Linked DNA regions of Mus musculus: regions 1, 2, 4 and 5 are each linked to region 3. The links are chromatin contacts, called in public Hi-C and HiChIP or PLAC-seq maps. All regions are on one chromosome and are shown on one strand. Each heading gives the region's core, a stretch centred on a gene start, on an enhancer-like site or on the middle of the called end of the contact. The rest is flanking DNA. Distances are from core to core; before and after follow the strand shown. Region 1 overlaps Nbea (neurobeachin). Region 2 has its middle 7.6 kb from the start of Gm25404. Region 3 holds the start of Mab21l1 (mab-21-like 1). Region 4 has its middle 9.3 kb from the start of Gm43549. Region 5 has its middle 18 kb from the start of Gm43549.

Evidence for each region. A called contact is a pair of places that touch in the nucleus more often than the background predicts. HiChIP or PLAC-seq counts read pairs in DNA pulled down with a chosen protein or histone mark.
Region 1: a contact with region 3 is called in a Hi-C map of cerebellum, with 2.0 times the contacts expected there. The contact joins the enhancer-like site here to the promoter of Mab21l1 in region 3. A contact is called at or near these places in 5 of 39 promoter capture datasets (the 3T3-L1 cell line, 3T3-L1-derived adipocytes, liver and 2 more), 1 of 15 datasets of contacts at CTCF or cohesin (the NIH/3T3 cell line), 4 of 484 Hi-C or Micro-C datasets (cerebellar granule neurons, cerebellum and nephron progenitors), 6 of 115 datasets of contacts at active chromatin or transcription factors (bone marrow-derived macrophages, craniofacial prominence, embryonic hindbrain and 3 more) and 3 of 9 other capture datasets (adipose tissue, liver and pancreatic islet).
Region 2: a contact with region 3 is called in an H3K4me3 HiChIP or PLAC-seq map of craniofacial prominence, with 5 times the contacts expected there. The contact joins the enhancer-like site here to the promoter of Mab21l1 in region 3. A contact is called at or near these places in 13 of 39 promoter capture datasets (the 3T3-L1 cell line, 3T3-L1-derived adipocytes, the C10 cell line and 8 more), 1 of 15 datasets of contacts at CTCF or cohesin (the NIH/3T3 cell line), 10 of 484 Hi-C or Micro-C datasets (adipose-derived mesenchymal stem cells, cerebellar granule neurons, cerebellum and 5 more), 13 of 115 datasets of contacts at active chromatin or transcription factors (the NIH/3T3 cell line, bone marrow-derived macrophages, craniofacial prominence and 10 more) and 4 of 9 other capture datasets (adipose tissue, embryonic stem cells, macrophages and 1 more).
Region 4: a contact with region 3 is called in an H3K27ac HiChIP or PLAC-seq map of the NIH/3T3 cell line, with 4 times the contacts expected there. The contact joins the enhancer-like site here to the promoter of Mab21l1 in region 3. A contact is called at or near these places in 16 of 39 promoter capture datasets (the 3T3-L1 cell line, 3T3-L1-derived adipocytes, the C10 cell line and 10 more), 1 of 15 datasets of contacts at CTCF or cohesin (the NIH/3T3 cell line), 4 of 484 Hi-C or Micro-C datasets (cerebral cortex, myocytes, nephron progenitors and 1 more), 11 of 115 datasets of contacts at active chromatin or transcription factors (the NIH/3T3 cell line, bone marrow-derived macrophages, craniofacial prominence and 8 more) and 3 of 9 other capture datasets (adipose tissue, liver and pancreatic islet).
Region 5: an H3K4me3 HiChIP or PLAC-seq map of embryonic limb bud shows a contact between it and region 3, with 4 times the contacts expected there. The contact joins the enhancer-like site here to the promoter of Mab21l1 in region 3. A contact is called at or near these places in 9 of 39 promoter capture datasets (the 3T3-L1 cell line, the C10 cell line, cranial neural crest and 4 more), 1 of 15 datasets of contacts at CTCF or cohesin (the NIH/3T3 cell line), 4 of 484 Hi-C or Micro-C datasets (muscle stem cells, nephron progenitors and trophoblast stem cells), 6 of 115 datasets of contacts at active chromatin or transcription factors (the NIH/3T3 cell line, bone marrow-derived macrophages, craniofacial prominence and 3 more) and 2 of 9 other capture datasets (macrophages and pancreatic islet).

The regions. Positions count from the first base shown.
Region 1 is chr3:55,646,442-55,649,141 of GRCm38.p6, reverse strand. It overlaps Nbea (neurobeachin), which reads left to right. Exons shown (of 58, transcript NM_030595.1): 51 at 1,594-1,786. Among named protein-coding and RNA genes, the nearest start is that of Gm46804, 60 kb to the left of the region's middle. Within about 2 kb of position 1,386, at least 18 of the 459 cell types and tissues checked have an H3K27ac peak or open chromatin away from gene starts, as enhancers often do. A contact at or near this core is called in cerebellar granule neurons, cerebellum and pancreatic islet, where this site is marked.
Region 2 is chr3:55,549,694-55,552,393 of GRCm38.p6, reverse strand. No RefSeq gene overlaps it. Among named protein-coding and RNA genes, the nearest start is that of Gm25404, 7.6 kb to the right of the region's middle. Within about 2 kb of position 1,288, at least 5 of the 459 cell types and tissues checked have an H3K27ac peak or open chromatin away from gene starts, as enhancers often do. A contact at or near this core is called in cerebellum and craniofacial prominence, where this site is marked.
Region 3 is chr3:55,781,104-55,783,803 of GRCm38.p6, reverse strand. It overlaps Mab21l1 (mab-21-like 1), which reads right to left and starts at 1,294. Exons shown (of 1, transcript NM_010750.3): 1 at 1-1,294. The coding sequence starts at 810. All of the region lies in intron 41 of Nbea (neurobeachin), which reads left to right.
Region 4 is chr3:55,570,808-55,573,507 of GRCm38.p6, reverse strand. No RefSeq gene overlaps it. Among named protein-coding and RNA genes, the nearest start is that of Gm43549, 9.3 kb to the left of the region's middle. Within about 2 kb of position 1,392, at least 43 of the 459 cell types and tissues checked have an H3K27ac peak or open chromatin away from gene starts, as enhancers often do. A contact at or near this core is called in the NIH/3T3 cell line, cerebral cortex, fibro-adipogenic progenitors and 2 more, where this site is marked.
Region 5 is chr3:55,598,386-55,601,085 of GRCm38.p6, reverse strand. No RefSeq gene overlaps it. Among named protein-coding and RNA genes, the nearest start is that of Gm43549, 18 kb to the right of the region's middle. Within about 2 kb of position 1,330, at least 104 of the 459 cell types and tissues checked have an H3K27ac peak or open chromatin away from gene starts, as enhancers often do. A contact at or near this core is called in the NIH/3T3 cell line, embryonic limb bud, muscle stem cells and 1 more, where this site is marked.

The DNA.
Region 1 (2,700 bases), core at 137-2,636, 130 kb after region 3:
CAGTCCTACTTTTCAAGGAAATAATTGCATGCTTTATTCTAAAATTTAAAGGTCCATTCTCATAACAAAGCAGTCCCCTTTTAGTTTATCAGCACATAGCAAGCATTCCCTCTTTGTATTTAATTCTATGAAGGCTGATATACTTTTATTGTATTTTTTAATGATGTCTCCCTAGTTTGTTTGTTTTTTATAATACTTCAACAAATGTTTCAAGACAGAAACAGTTGCAAATGATCTCAGATGATCTATGTGTATCCACAATCTTGAGGACATGCCTGTCTGTCCCCTCAGTGGGGTGAAGAGCTCTGAGATAGGATGGCAGTGGGTGTGTGGCAACCGTGTAAGCGTACATTTCTTTGACAGAAAGAATGTTTATGCTTTTCATTTACTTAACATATTTCTGATCCCTCCATGTGTCAGATGACTAAGGCATGAGGCACAGTGTCAGGTGTGTTCTCCATACTACTAAGAAGCAGGCAGCCCACACCCGGGGAAACTACACACTTGCTTTAAACCCTTCTGCAGCAACCAACCACATAGTTTCATCCCTGTAGGCACAGTGTCTGTCTTTGATTGCACTTGGTCATTCTGTGTAGCAAAGTAGAAAAAAGTCCCCAGATGGCTCCCAGCCATGGTGCAAACAGACATATGGTCTTAGAGGGCCAGGTTCTTACCCGTTCTTGTATGAAATGGCTTAGTGGGGGAGGCTTAATCCGCTTTACTTACTTTTCTCTGCTTTTGATGATGATGATGATGACGACTGTCTTGGGGGAATGCCCAGTTAGAACTCATTGTCTTCCTACAAGGAATTATCAGACACCAAATTGGCATGGAGCTGGCAAAAAGAAAATGATCCATAGGAAAAATGCTCAGATGTGTAGGGAAGGGAAGTGGTAATTATTTCCAGCGTCCTTATTTTATGTTTTGTATAATTGAGTTTATAGTGCTCTGTACTGCTTGTAGTATCTGCTATCACCTCATCTGCTAGATGTTTACGAAGAAAAGCCCAAAAAAGCGCTGGCCCTCAGTAAACTGAACCTGTAAGAGAGAGAAGGCACAAGCCCTAAATAGTAAGTCAGCTCCGGAGCCCAGACACTGGCCAGAGTTCCAGGCTACTCTGCGGAGGTTATGCTTCAATTATTTATACTGTGGCCCTAGGTTAGCCCAATAAAGATGACAATTCCAGCCAAATCACTTTATATTTCATGCTAACAACATCAGCCACGGATTAACTAATTTTCCCTCAAACTGATTTTTTTAAACTTCCCATAACAATTATGATGCATCTTGTGGCTATTTCTGTGAGCTAACTGTACATGTGGCAGTCTGACCATATATACAAACTGAGACTGACTCTTAGCAACAGAGCATGCTGCCTCAGTGACGTCAGAGGCTCTGTTCTCTTTTCTCTATGCCTTCTTCAGGTGAAGCTGCGCTCTCTGGGTGCGCTGGCCAGCGAGACAGTTCCAATGGCCTGGAGCCTCTGCCTGTTATCACACTAGCCTTGTCTGTCTGCACCTCCTAGCCCCAGACCTTCCACTAACCAAGTTGTCCTTTCTGTTTCCTTCTGTCTCTTCCCTTTCTACTCAACAGTGTTTCCTTCCACAGAGCCCACTCATGTTCAAAGATCAGATGCAGCAGGATGTGATCATGGTGCTGAAGTTTCCATCCAATTCTCCTGTGACTCATGTGGCTGCCAACACCCTGCCCCACCTGACCATCCCTGCAGTGGTGACAGTGACCTGCAGCCGACTGTTTGCAGTGAACAGATGGCACAACACAGTCGGTACGTGGGTCTCAGCACTAGCTACAGAGCTAAGGCAAAGACAGTGTTGGGCAGCTCTTGTGTCGGCGCAGCCTGCCCACTTCTACAGTCCAGGCAGTGCCGTGGACCAGCACTGGCCTTCCACTGCACCTCAGCAGGTTTCCAAACAGAGCAAGTTTGTCTGGATTTTGTAAACAAGAACTTCAAGCCATCCCCCTTTGCCACCATTAGTTTGTTTAGCAAATATTTGAATGCCCATTATGTGTCAAGTCATCCTTGGTTTTTGGAACTCAGCAGGATACAGACAAATAGCATCCCTAGCTTTGTGGGGCCTGGTCTGTGAGAAAAGGCAAACACTAAATTGTCCAGTGATTTCACATGTGTTTATTCCACACTCATCCCTGAGAACTCCAGCCCGAACATCTTGAAGTGATATAATGTCATCACAAACATTTAGACATACTGATCCGTATTTAACCAGGACAGACGTGCATGTGCCCAAATGATTTAGTTGGCCTGGTTCACCACTTCAGGCTTCCTGCAAAGCCCCAGGACTTGCACTGTCTCCAGGACTGAAAAGATGAGCCCTGCTGATTTAACCTGGATCTTGTATTCCACTAATACCTACCTCACCCTGAAAGGGGCAGTGATTTATACCCACTTTCCCTCCATGAGTTTTATGCGGCTGGCCCTAGTTTATGGTTATTGGTGATATTATCAACAGGGGGTGGCGCAGCTTCTGCTGGCCAGGAGTGTACAGCAGACATCTTATGGGAAAATAAGACTTCATTGTTCATGGGGCCTTGGCCTCTAGGAATGTTTTTCATTAAGAAAAAGAACTATAAAGGGCTCAATTATTAAATTGTTAAAAAATATTATGTACACTTATGTTATAACCACATGTGAAAATATGACAGATGAGCTCAGTCGGACCC
Region 2 (2,700 bases), core at 39-2,538, 230 kb after region 3:
GAAGAGGGAAAAAAAGCAAAACTTAAAAAAAAATATTTATTTATTTTCTGTATGTAAGTACACTATTGCTGTCTTCAGACATCCGAAGAGGGACCCATTACAGATGAGTGTGAGCAACCATGTGGTTGCTAGGAACTCAGAACCTCTGGGAGAGCAGTTAGTGCTCTTAACCACTGAGCCATCGCTCTAACTCTGAAAGAAGCAATTTTTAAAGCAAACAGCACTGAAGGTCTTTGGCAGTGGTATCTGGAGGCAGTAAGGGCAAGGGACTCCCACAGCACTATGACTGCAGCTGCTACCGCAGTAGGTGGTCCTCTGCCTCCAGTCAGCTTGAAGGAATAATTACACTATGCCCAGAGATTCAATGTATCTACCCAGGAGTTACTGGAGTCTTGTTAAATGGACAAACTGACTGAATCTAGGTATTTTTTTCTTTTGTTTTGTCTTGATCACGGGGTCCTGATCACACCTGCCCTTCTTCATTAGCAACCTTCTTTTTGGTTTCTCCCTAAGGCCCCACTTTCTCTGCAGCTTTGGGGGCACTGAACCAGAGCTGTTTGAATCCAAGTCTCTAAGACTACAATTTCTGAGATCTCAACTGAAGAGCTTTTGCCATATGGTTCTGGGTTTTATCAGGGGTATCATCTCTTTCTTCTCCCTCTTCCCTCAGTACAGTTTCCATTTTGTGAACAGACAGGTAGACTCTTTCTGGATTTTCCTATTGGGTGTTCCAAGCCCTCTGCAATCCCCCATCAGGTGTTGGAAGCCTTGGCTCTGCTTTTGTCAGTGAAGTCTGCCCTGGGTACCTCACTGCTCTCAGCTCTCCTGTTCCCAGCACATCTGACCACCTCGCCCAGTTATATATCTTTTCTTCCAGAAGTTATGACTTTCTAACTGGTGTGTTTCACTGATTTATGATGTATATATTTTCTGCACTTGAATATCTCTAGTATTGAAATGTATCTGACAATCACTGGTGTCTCTTGTCCTCGAACAGCTTTTCCCCCACATACAGTCACCTTAGAGTTACAGATCATCTAACAATGGTATGTCTTGAAACTGATGACGTGGTAGATTGTTTGCAATTATTCTCTTCCTTGTAGTCACATCTGTTTCCAATGTAGTTCTGTAGGTCTTCTCTTTCCCTACCCCTTAAATCTTGCCTGGCATCACAGCTTGCTTTGATCAACTATGATGGCAGGAATGACGATCAGGTTCTGAGCCTGGACCTCCAGAGACTGGTGCACTTCCTCTCTCCGCCTTGGAAATCTGCCATGGGAGGTAGCCTGGTAAATGAGGAGGGACAGTCAGCCCTGCTAGCTCCATTGTAAGAGGTGCAGCTGCCTCACTGACAGGCCAATGACCACGTGCACCTCTCAGATGAACCCTAGAAAATGGTGGGCCCACAGCAGAGTGACCTAAATAACAATTATTATTTTGAGGTGGTCTATCAAAGTATAAGAAATAACAACTATTGATGGTATCCAAAACACAATGAGAACAACGGATACTTGTCGTGTTTATAGTATATTTACTTTAAAACAGATATAAGGGATAAAAGCATGCTCTCTCCACCCATTTATGGTGGATAACAAAAGTCAGATTAACTAAAGAAAAGCATAAATGTGTATTGAATAAAAACATTTATGCCACATAGAAGACTTCAGAAACTAAGACCCAAAGATTCAGGGAGAGTGACTTTCATGGGGCACTGTGCAGGGGTGTGACTGGCAGGCGAGAGGGTTTGATATAACGGTGCTGACTAAAGCGAGTTGGTTTCCACTCTCACTGACTTCGAAGCAGAAGGAGGCACCCTCTCTGTGATCTTATGACCTATTTTATGAACTGCTTCAGGGGAGAAAGGCAGATCAGAGAGTGAACTTTCTGCTCCTCTGACTTTCTCCATTTCCTTAAGCTTAAAATATTCAGTATGTCAAGCTTCTGTATTTGGGGATATTGTGTCTTGAGTCCTAACTTATAAACCTTAGGAGGGACGACAGGATTTTTGCCCTTTATGTCATTTTTAGTATGGTTTGTATTTTGTGGGTAACTTTGTACTCCTATTAAGAAAAGTATAGCTGACTTGTGCCTTCCTTTTGTGTGTCACAAGGGACCAATTTTCCACAATATCCTTTTCCTAGCATTATTACCCTTCACTAAAAACAAAACAAAAAAACAAACAAAAAAAAAAAAACCAAACCAAACAAAACAAAACAAAAAACAAAAAACAAAAAACCCATAAGCAGGATAAAACAAACAAAAATGTTCCCCTAAAAACAAACAAACCCAGAAAGCCATTTGTAAGCCTAGCACTATGCTAGATGGGAAGAAAGCATGCATCTGCTTATCTCTGTGAAGACTGAGCCCAGGTCTCATCCACTTCATCCACAAAGAAGCACGCAACACCATGCACGCTTGTGTACCGTTGGACAGCTGCTGCCGGTACTGCCCCTTCTTTACCAACCCCTTCCTTCATCATGGGAGGAAATGGGATTTGAACCGGAACTCCAAGCCACTTTGAAACTCACCCATTTTCCTTTGGACAGTACCTATGTGTACACGAGGCACATACATTACTAAATCTCTGCTTGTTTTTTCTTGTGTAACCAACTGGCTCACACGAGTGCGGTTGTGATCCCTCCCCCATGACGAGCATGCTTTTGAGCTCTGAGCTAACGTAAAATAAACCCTTTCCTCCTT
Region 3 (2,700 bases), core at 45-2,544:
GTTCAGGGGCTGGCCTGGCAACTCCAGGTGGCGATCACGCAGGGTTTTCAGGATAGAGAGGCATTTCTTCCTGCAGCCCCCCATCTGCAGTCTGTTCTCGGCCTCTGCAAACTGCAGCACCCAAGCATCGCTCTCAGCCGAACTCTGCTTGCCGGCCAGGGAGTGGCACTCCTTGGACAACAAATTGAACCCTTCAGCCTTAACCTCTGCCACCCGGTTGGGTCCTGGCCAGGGGATGTGGGGAAGCGGCCAGTGGGCAGCACTCCGCGGCCAAATCCCGGTGCATTTAAAGGCCGGGGTGATCTGCACCACATACCTATCTCGGATTCTCAGTTTCACTTCGCTCGTGTCAGCCACCATCTTTACTACATCTCTGTAGCTACACTTGTCCACCGCCTGAGCCACCAGTGTCTGAAACCTGGAACGGATTTTGCGTGCCGAGAGGTAGCCAGAGGCGGTGATGAATTCCACCCAGAGGGACATGCTCCTCTTGCGCCCATCGCTCAGTTTCAGCACCGCACAGCCAGGCAGGGAGCCGTCGTCCACGAAGTTAAACACCCCCATCTGGTTCAGATAGAGTACCACCTCGAACTCGGTGGGAGAGATAACCTCCAGGCCCTCGTAGCGGTTGTCCATCTCATTGAGGGAGCTGATGAAACGCGGTTCCTGCACTTCAACCTCCTTCAGGACGTCGGAGACCACTTTGCAGACTTCCCGGATGGTTTTGGCGATGGCAGCTTTCCTGGCCTGGCATTTCTCGTTGTAGTACTTATTCAGGTGGTAGACCAGCTTGGCCTGGGCCGCGATCATGTTGGGGCAGAGATCCGGATTGTACACCGGAGTCTCGCAATAGGCTGTGGGATCCAATGCGGCTGCTAGCGCTGGAGCCAACTTCGGTGGAGAAAGGGGACCACGCTCAAAAGGCACCGAGCCTCTCTCGGACTAGCTGCAGCAGGGGGCCGCCCTGCCCTGCTGGCCTTTTTTCCCCCGCTCGAGACTAGCGGGTCTTAAAGTGAAAGGCTGAGCTCTCCCCTTTTCTCCCCTCCGCTAAAGAATCCGTGTCAGAGAGAGACGCGTGGAGAGAGCACCTTCTCGGTAATAAAAACAAAAGTTATGCTGAGACCCAGCAAAGCTCTTCCAGTAGTCAAAATAATCACCCCTTTCCGTATTTATTTACGTTTTCCCGTAATCATGGTGTGTGCAGGACTGTTAATCAGGTAGAGGAAAAGTGTGCAGAGTGTGCGTCGGGGGTGAGTGTGTGTCTGTCAGAAGAAGCTGCTGTTGGTTTGTGTAAGAGCCCAGATGCACTCGTGTGGAAATTATAAAGGCAGGGCCAGGCAGGCGGGCGGCCAATCGCCACTGGGCTCGTCACGACAGCCTCCTCCAGCTTCAGCCCGGCTAATTAATCCCCCCTCGTGGATAGAAGCATAGAAACCAAAGGTAGGAAACTGCTGCCGGCAGAAACCCACCCAGGCCACCTAGACAGGTTGAAAAGCAAGATGAAATCTCCCAGCTTTGGTATAACTTGAAGCATATTGACATTTGGAAAAGACTTGGTGAAGACAAGTGGTTCTCTTTGCTGAAAAGCCCACTTGTCTGTTCACCTCTGATGAGCTATCCAGTTGTACTAATGGTCATCCACCAATTAGCGAAGTCAAAGGGGCTTCTAGAACAAAGTCACTAACTTGCATTTAGAGTAAGGTAATTAATGCCCGTTAATCCCTGGGGTCTTTTTAGTGCAAGTTAGAACTTTGCTTACTGACTGACTGCTGGCTTCAGCTGGGGGAGTTCTTTAGTCTTCACTCGTGTTCGTGTTCGCAGTCAGAATGTTTCCAAACCTTAGGCAGAGTCTCTTCTCTTTTTAACCTAGGTTTTCCCCATTTGCATTTGCTGAGAGGAATTTAAGAAGTATTGCTCAACGGAGTCGATGATATCTACCCAACTAAAAATGGAGCCTTTTAATTAAAACAAGTTCACCTGTTTGCAGTTTCCCTTGTCTGTAGCTAGATTGGCCAGTGCTGAAATACCAGACAGCAGATAGGGCTGTATGCTGTAGTGGAAACACTTCCTGAAGGTGTTTTCTGAGATTTAGAGAAAGCTTGAGTGCCATCTCATAGTGAGCTGTCTTGTAGAGAAGGATCTAGAGAATTCACAGAGATGAGCTTGCTTGGCACTGGAAGGTGTGGCCATTACAGTTTGTTTGCCCCTGCAGGCTTAAAGATGGATCTTCCACCTCAGAAACCCTCAGTGGTGACCAACAGTAGGTTCCTAATCTTATGGGATGTAATAATTTGATTATGAGAAAATGGCTAATGGCTTCCAAAAAAAATAATTTGTAACCATTCAGGTTAGGGATTTTTATTATTTATTTAAGTTTCATCTTGGAAATTTCAAAGAAATGAGCTTTTCTTTTTGGAACCTGAGGAGCTTTTGGATTTTGGAACCCTAGGGAGGGTTTTATAGGTCGCTCTTCCTTCCAGTACCATGACCAGTTGAGTCCTCAGTGCACATGAACTAAAGATAGGGTAGTTAGGGCTTATGTCGTAGTTTTCAGTTCTCTGCCTTTAGTACAAAGTTCTGTTAATTTCAAATTAAGAGAATTTTCAGTGCCCGGGTATGGTAGCACCTGTGTACGCACTGTTAATGGGCTACTGCTGAAGACTCCCACCTTTTAAGCATCACAGGGCCAGCTCTAATTTC
Region 4 (2,700 bases), core at 143-2,642, 210 kb after region 3:
TTCATGATTTCTTATATCATAAAATACATTGCTTAAAATAATTTCAAAGTGGCTGCCTTATGCTGGGGATCTTTGCTGCCTGCCAAGTTGGTTGTTTCCTTACATTGATTCTCCTCTGAGGTGCTCTAACGGCTGTCCCTTCTGTGTCCTTAAACCCCTAACAACAGTTAGGATGGATGACCTGTGAGAGAGGTGATGAGGGTTAGGAAAGAGATAGCGTCCCTGATAAGGCAGATAAGGAGGGAGGCCAAAAAGAAGAAAAAAAAAAGATGTTATTTCACTGAGGGGTGTAGTTTGATGGGGGACTGTGTACTTAACATGCTTGGGGTTCAAGGTCCAATCCCTCCCACCACTGTAAAAACACAATGATGGTCAGGCGGTGGTGGCACACATCTTGAATTCCAGCACTCAGGAGGCAGAGGCAAGCAGATCTTTATGAGTTCAAGGCCAGCCTGCTCTACAGAGTAAGTTCCAGGACAGCCAGGGCTGCACAGAGAAACCCTGTCTTGAAAAACCAAACAAAAACCAATCAAACAAAACAAAAAAACCTCAGTGATGATGATGAGGAGGAGGAGGAGGAGGAGAAGGAGGCGGAGGAGGAGGACTCACAGGGTGGAAGGAGAAAACTGGTTCACACAAATTGTCCTCTGACCCCCTCACAGGTTTATACACTTATGCTACACACAACCAACCACCCCAACCTTTGAAACATGAATTACAATTTTCATTTTTTCTAGAAGTGCATGCTGGTTAGCTGAACTGAAAACTTTAAAGTGTCAACGATGCTAAGGATGTGGCACTCTGGGTTCAGTTGCCAGTACCAATTGATGAATGAACAAACAAACAAATAAACAAACGAGCAAATCTGTTTGTTTTACTAAGCGCACACCCACTGCATGGCTTGACCTTTATAATTTGGAACTGTTACCCTACTGAAATGGAGAAGGAACAAAAGGAGGCTGGCTTCTGTCCACACCTCCTCCCACCTTGGGGGTGTGTGTGTGTGTGCCCATGTGTGTGCTTCCATGGTGATCCTGAAATTCAGTTTCACCCAGCACACTTCCTCCTGGCTCCTTGGAAAAAGACCTTGACACATGATTCTTGAAGACAAGGGTACCAACTATGAAAAGCAGGTCATAAGACATAAGAGACGGGCTCCCATCCTCTCCCCTAAATAACTGTCTTCTACCAGACCTCATCTTCGTAGGGCAAAAGAGCCGAATTTGAAACATTTGCCGAACTGAAGCAAAATTGAGCTTTGCCAGGATTCTTACGGCCTTATAAATATTTATATGCAATAACATCTGGGCCCGAGCTTTCGTATCTGAGCTCATGTTTGCTGAATGGTCTGGTTCTGCTTTGTTTTCTGAATGAGAAAGAATCCTGCAGAGGGTGCCTCCAGTTCTGTGGCTCAGCGCTCACACTCGTTTCCCTGATTGTATCTCCTGAGCGCCAAGCTAGAGTCAGGTTGATTTATTCTTCTTATTAATCAGAAGGCACAGAATGAAGCCGAGTGGGGGGAGGGGGATGGAAGGTGGGGGCTTCTTTAGAACTGGCTCACACAGCTGAGGGTTGCACAATTATCTGCAAATGTCAGGTCCCCAAGTCCAGTTTTGCCTGAGCAATATGATGGACTGTCCCCAAGGTCCCAAGTTTCCTCTAAATAATTGCATAATGTTCTCACTTTGTTTTAGCTGAGGACACTTAGTCATGAGAATCGAACAAATGCAGCTTTCTTCAAGTTTTTTTTTCCAAAAGCTTTTCAAGGGCTGAATCATTATTTTTGGTCAAAATGAGCCACGTTTGCATAGTTGGAAAGCAATTATGTCTTTTGCATTCCAAGGACAAAAAAAAAAAAAAGTGTGAAGTCACTCCTCAATTTTCTGTTCTGGAGGAAGAGAAAGCTGTTTAAAAAAAAAAGTAACTCCTTTTTCATTTTGGAAAATGGATTTATGCTTTTAATCTCTTCCAATGTGCTAGAGTCTGTGACTATTCACCTTTGGTAAAGGAAGGACTGACTCTTGCCTTGAAGACCTGGAAAGAACATCAAGATTTCCTATCTCTGTACCTGTTCGCTCTTCAATGAGGCTTGGGCGGTGTTGGAGGGACAAGGCTTCCTCATGCACTCTGCAATGCTAAGAGAGAAAAATCTCTTTCAATTTCTCTAGAGAACAACTGGAACTATAACACATTGTGACAGGCTCCCCAGCTCCCTACAATGGATGCTACAGAAAAGCAAGCCAAGGGGCTGGGAAGAAGGTTAGACCATTAAAGTGTTTATCATAGAGGCCTGGGATCTGGGTTCTGACCCCCAAAAGCCAAGGAATGGAAGTGTGATCCTCCAACCCCAGCGCTGCTGGGGCAGAGGCAGAAGGATCTGTCTGCTGAGCTCGCTGGCCAGCCTGGCAAACCTGTGAGCCTCCCAGTCTGTTGGAGAAGCTGCATCAGAGCATAAGTTACAGGATGAGACACCCAGACTTTGACCTCTGGCCTCCACACATGTGTGCATACCCATACACTCGTGTAAACACACAAACACATAACGGGACAGAATAGTATACGTTAATAAAGGCAGGATTTAAAATGTATTTGTTGCAGAAGGAGGGAGCTGTCAACTCAAAGCAAACAGTAAGTGCTGTCCATTGACTGGAAAGATTTGCCTTAGGCCCAGATAACTGCTGCTCAAGTGCACATACACAC
Region 5 (2,700 bases), core at 81-2,580, 180 kb after region 3:
ACGTGGGGAAGCTGAGGGACACCCTAGCATGGGTGTCGCTGAAACATGAAGTCCCCCTGGCTGGTTCCTCCAGGTTACGCAGGATCACCACATCATGAAATGATTTTCCTCCCCTCTGTATTTCCTTTTGTCCCCCTTTGCTTCTGAGACAAATGGAAAAATAATTCGATCTCCTTGATTCTGTTCACCCCTGATATTCTCCCCCTTCACACCGAGCACCACCCCTTGATAAACGAGAACACATGTGTTGGAATCTATCCTCCACTCGCCGGACTCAATCCTCCTCCTCCTCCTCCTCCTCCTCCTCCTCCTCCTCCTCCTCTTCCTCCTCCTCTTCCACCACTGGGTGAGTATGGGGTGGGTTCCATTCAAAAATTCTTAATTAAATTTATCACAAGAGGAAGAACATTGCTTTTCTGTAAAACTTTTTTTTTGGGGGGGGGGTAGTCCCCTATCACTCTAATTTAGAGCTACAGCAGTGCCCTTTAATCTAAATGTTTCCTTTCTCCAGCTCCAAGTTCTCTGGCGGGGTGGGGGTGTGGGGTATGCAGCAGGCTCAACAGAGCTTCTTTTGCCAAGTCAGTGCTGACTCATCAGGGTGGGAGCCAAAGGGTGACACATGCATATTTGGAGCATTACCCTATGTGAAGATCTCATCCAGGCCTGACCTAGGCCCTTCTGCTTCCTGATAGATTCATATGTGGACACCTTCCCTTTAAAAACTGGTCCTCTGTCTAGTTCCTTCATGCGAAGACTGCATTGACCAAAAATGACATTTCAAATGTTTGAATGTGAGTTTGTCATTGGTCTTTACTGTCTTGGTTTCTGGACAAAGAAACTTAACTCTTTAGAGAGCAACCCACACTGACAAGCTCTGCAGAAAGTCCACCTTTGTTCTGAGCATCCCCTGTAGCTGGCATCTGAAGCAGGATGCCTCCTTGAACGGAAAGGCATACCCCAGAATCCCTATAAACATCCTTACACTTCAACCCAAGGAAAACCGCCTGAAAGGAGAGCTACACTAGGCCCTTGCTGCCAGGCGACCCTCTGTTTATGTGGTCTTTGTTTATGTATGCCCAAGCTGATAAAAATCTCTACTTAACAGATGCACTCAAGCACCTCAGAAACTCATTTTCTTTCTATCGCAAGAGCTTTCCGGGAAGAAATGAAAGGAGAGGAGAGTGGGGTTGGCTGGCGTCCATCGTGTGGCCGTTTATTGTCATGGAATGTTGCAGAAGACGGCTCCTGCTAGTTCGTTTTGATTTCCGTGTGTAAATCTGCTCTCACCTAAAGCTTGACCACATGACGGTGCAGACACACATTAAACTGATTATTTCAGTCTGAGCCGTGTGTAGACAGCACACTCTAAATTGCACATAAAAATGTTCTCCTAAGCTATACCACCTGCCTGCACAAAGATCATTTTCTTTCATAAAGACAGACTCTAATATGTCTCTGAGATGCTGGCCTCCGGGCTCATGAAGACTGTCTCTCTGCAGGAACTGGTTTTGGGCTATGGCTTCTCTGGGCCTCCTGGTCTCCTTTCCAAAGAGGCAGGAATGCTGTTTGGCACGCGGGTGCCTTGGCCTATTGCTCAGAAGATTATCCATCTCATTCCCTCCCGTCAAAATGCTATCATACAGGAGGGTGTGTGGGTAATTGAAAAGCCTGGAAGAGTGTGACATAGAGAAGCAAGATGCATTGGGGGGGGGGGGCGGGGGACAACACAAGCCATCAAAGCCCATGAAAGATGAAAGGTCACATAATGTAAATGGGTGAAAAACATTGAACCAAAAGTAACTGGAAAAAGAGAGAGAGAGAGAGAGAGAGAGAGAGAGAGAGAGAGAGAGAGAGAGAGAGAGAGAGAGGAGAGAGAGAAAGAGAGAGAGAAAGAAAAGAGAAAGAGGGAAAGGAAAGAAAGAAAGAGGGAAAGGAAAGGAGAGGAGAGGGGAGGGGAGGGGAGAGGAGGAGAGGAGAGGAGAGGAGAGGGGAGGGGAGGGGAGGGGAGGGGAGGAGAGGAGAGGGGAGGAAAGGAGAGGGGAGGAGAGGAGAGGGGAGGAAAGGAGAGGAGAGGAGAGAGGAGAAGGAAGGGAAGCAAGCAACAAGCAAGCTAACTCTGGAAGGAATGGCTGAACTAATGTGACTTCGCCTTGTTAAGAGGTTGGGCAGCTGGCTCTCATTATCCACTCTGTCCTCACCAATGAAGAGAAGACTCAGGACTTGTGCCCACATAGGGGAACCGTGTTCTTGGAGTGAGTATTTCTCCCACAACTCTACTTCCAGGATAAAGTCCCCAACTCTGACTGAGAGTGGCTTCAGCCTCCTGGTTTGATGAGATTGTCTGATAAGACCTGAAGCCCATTCATTTAGGCTCTCTGTGTACACCTCTGTGTGTGTGTGTGTGTGTGTGTGTGTGTGTGTGTGTGTGCTTGTGCAAGGGCAATTTCCCATTAGACTCTCCTGGACCATAAGACTTTAATCTTGACCCTTCTCACTTTGAAGCCCCCTAGTCTCTGAGTTTCCCAACACTACTCTTTTTCTATTAATTCTTCATCTCCCTTGCAAATTCCTGCTCTCTGGTCCCATGACAATTGATTTTCATGTGGCAACTAGACAGACGGGGGTGACATAGTGCCAAGATATTTGGTCATAAATCATTCCGTTGTGTGTCCGAGGGTCTGTGTGAGACGAACTCCAGAA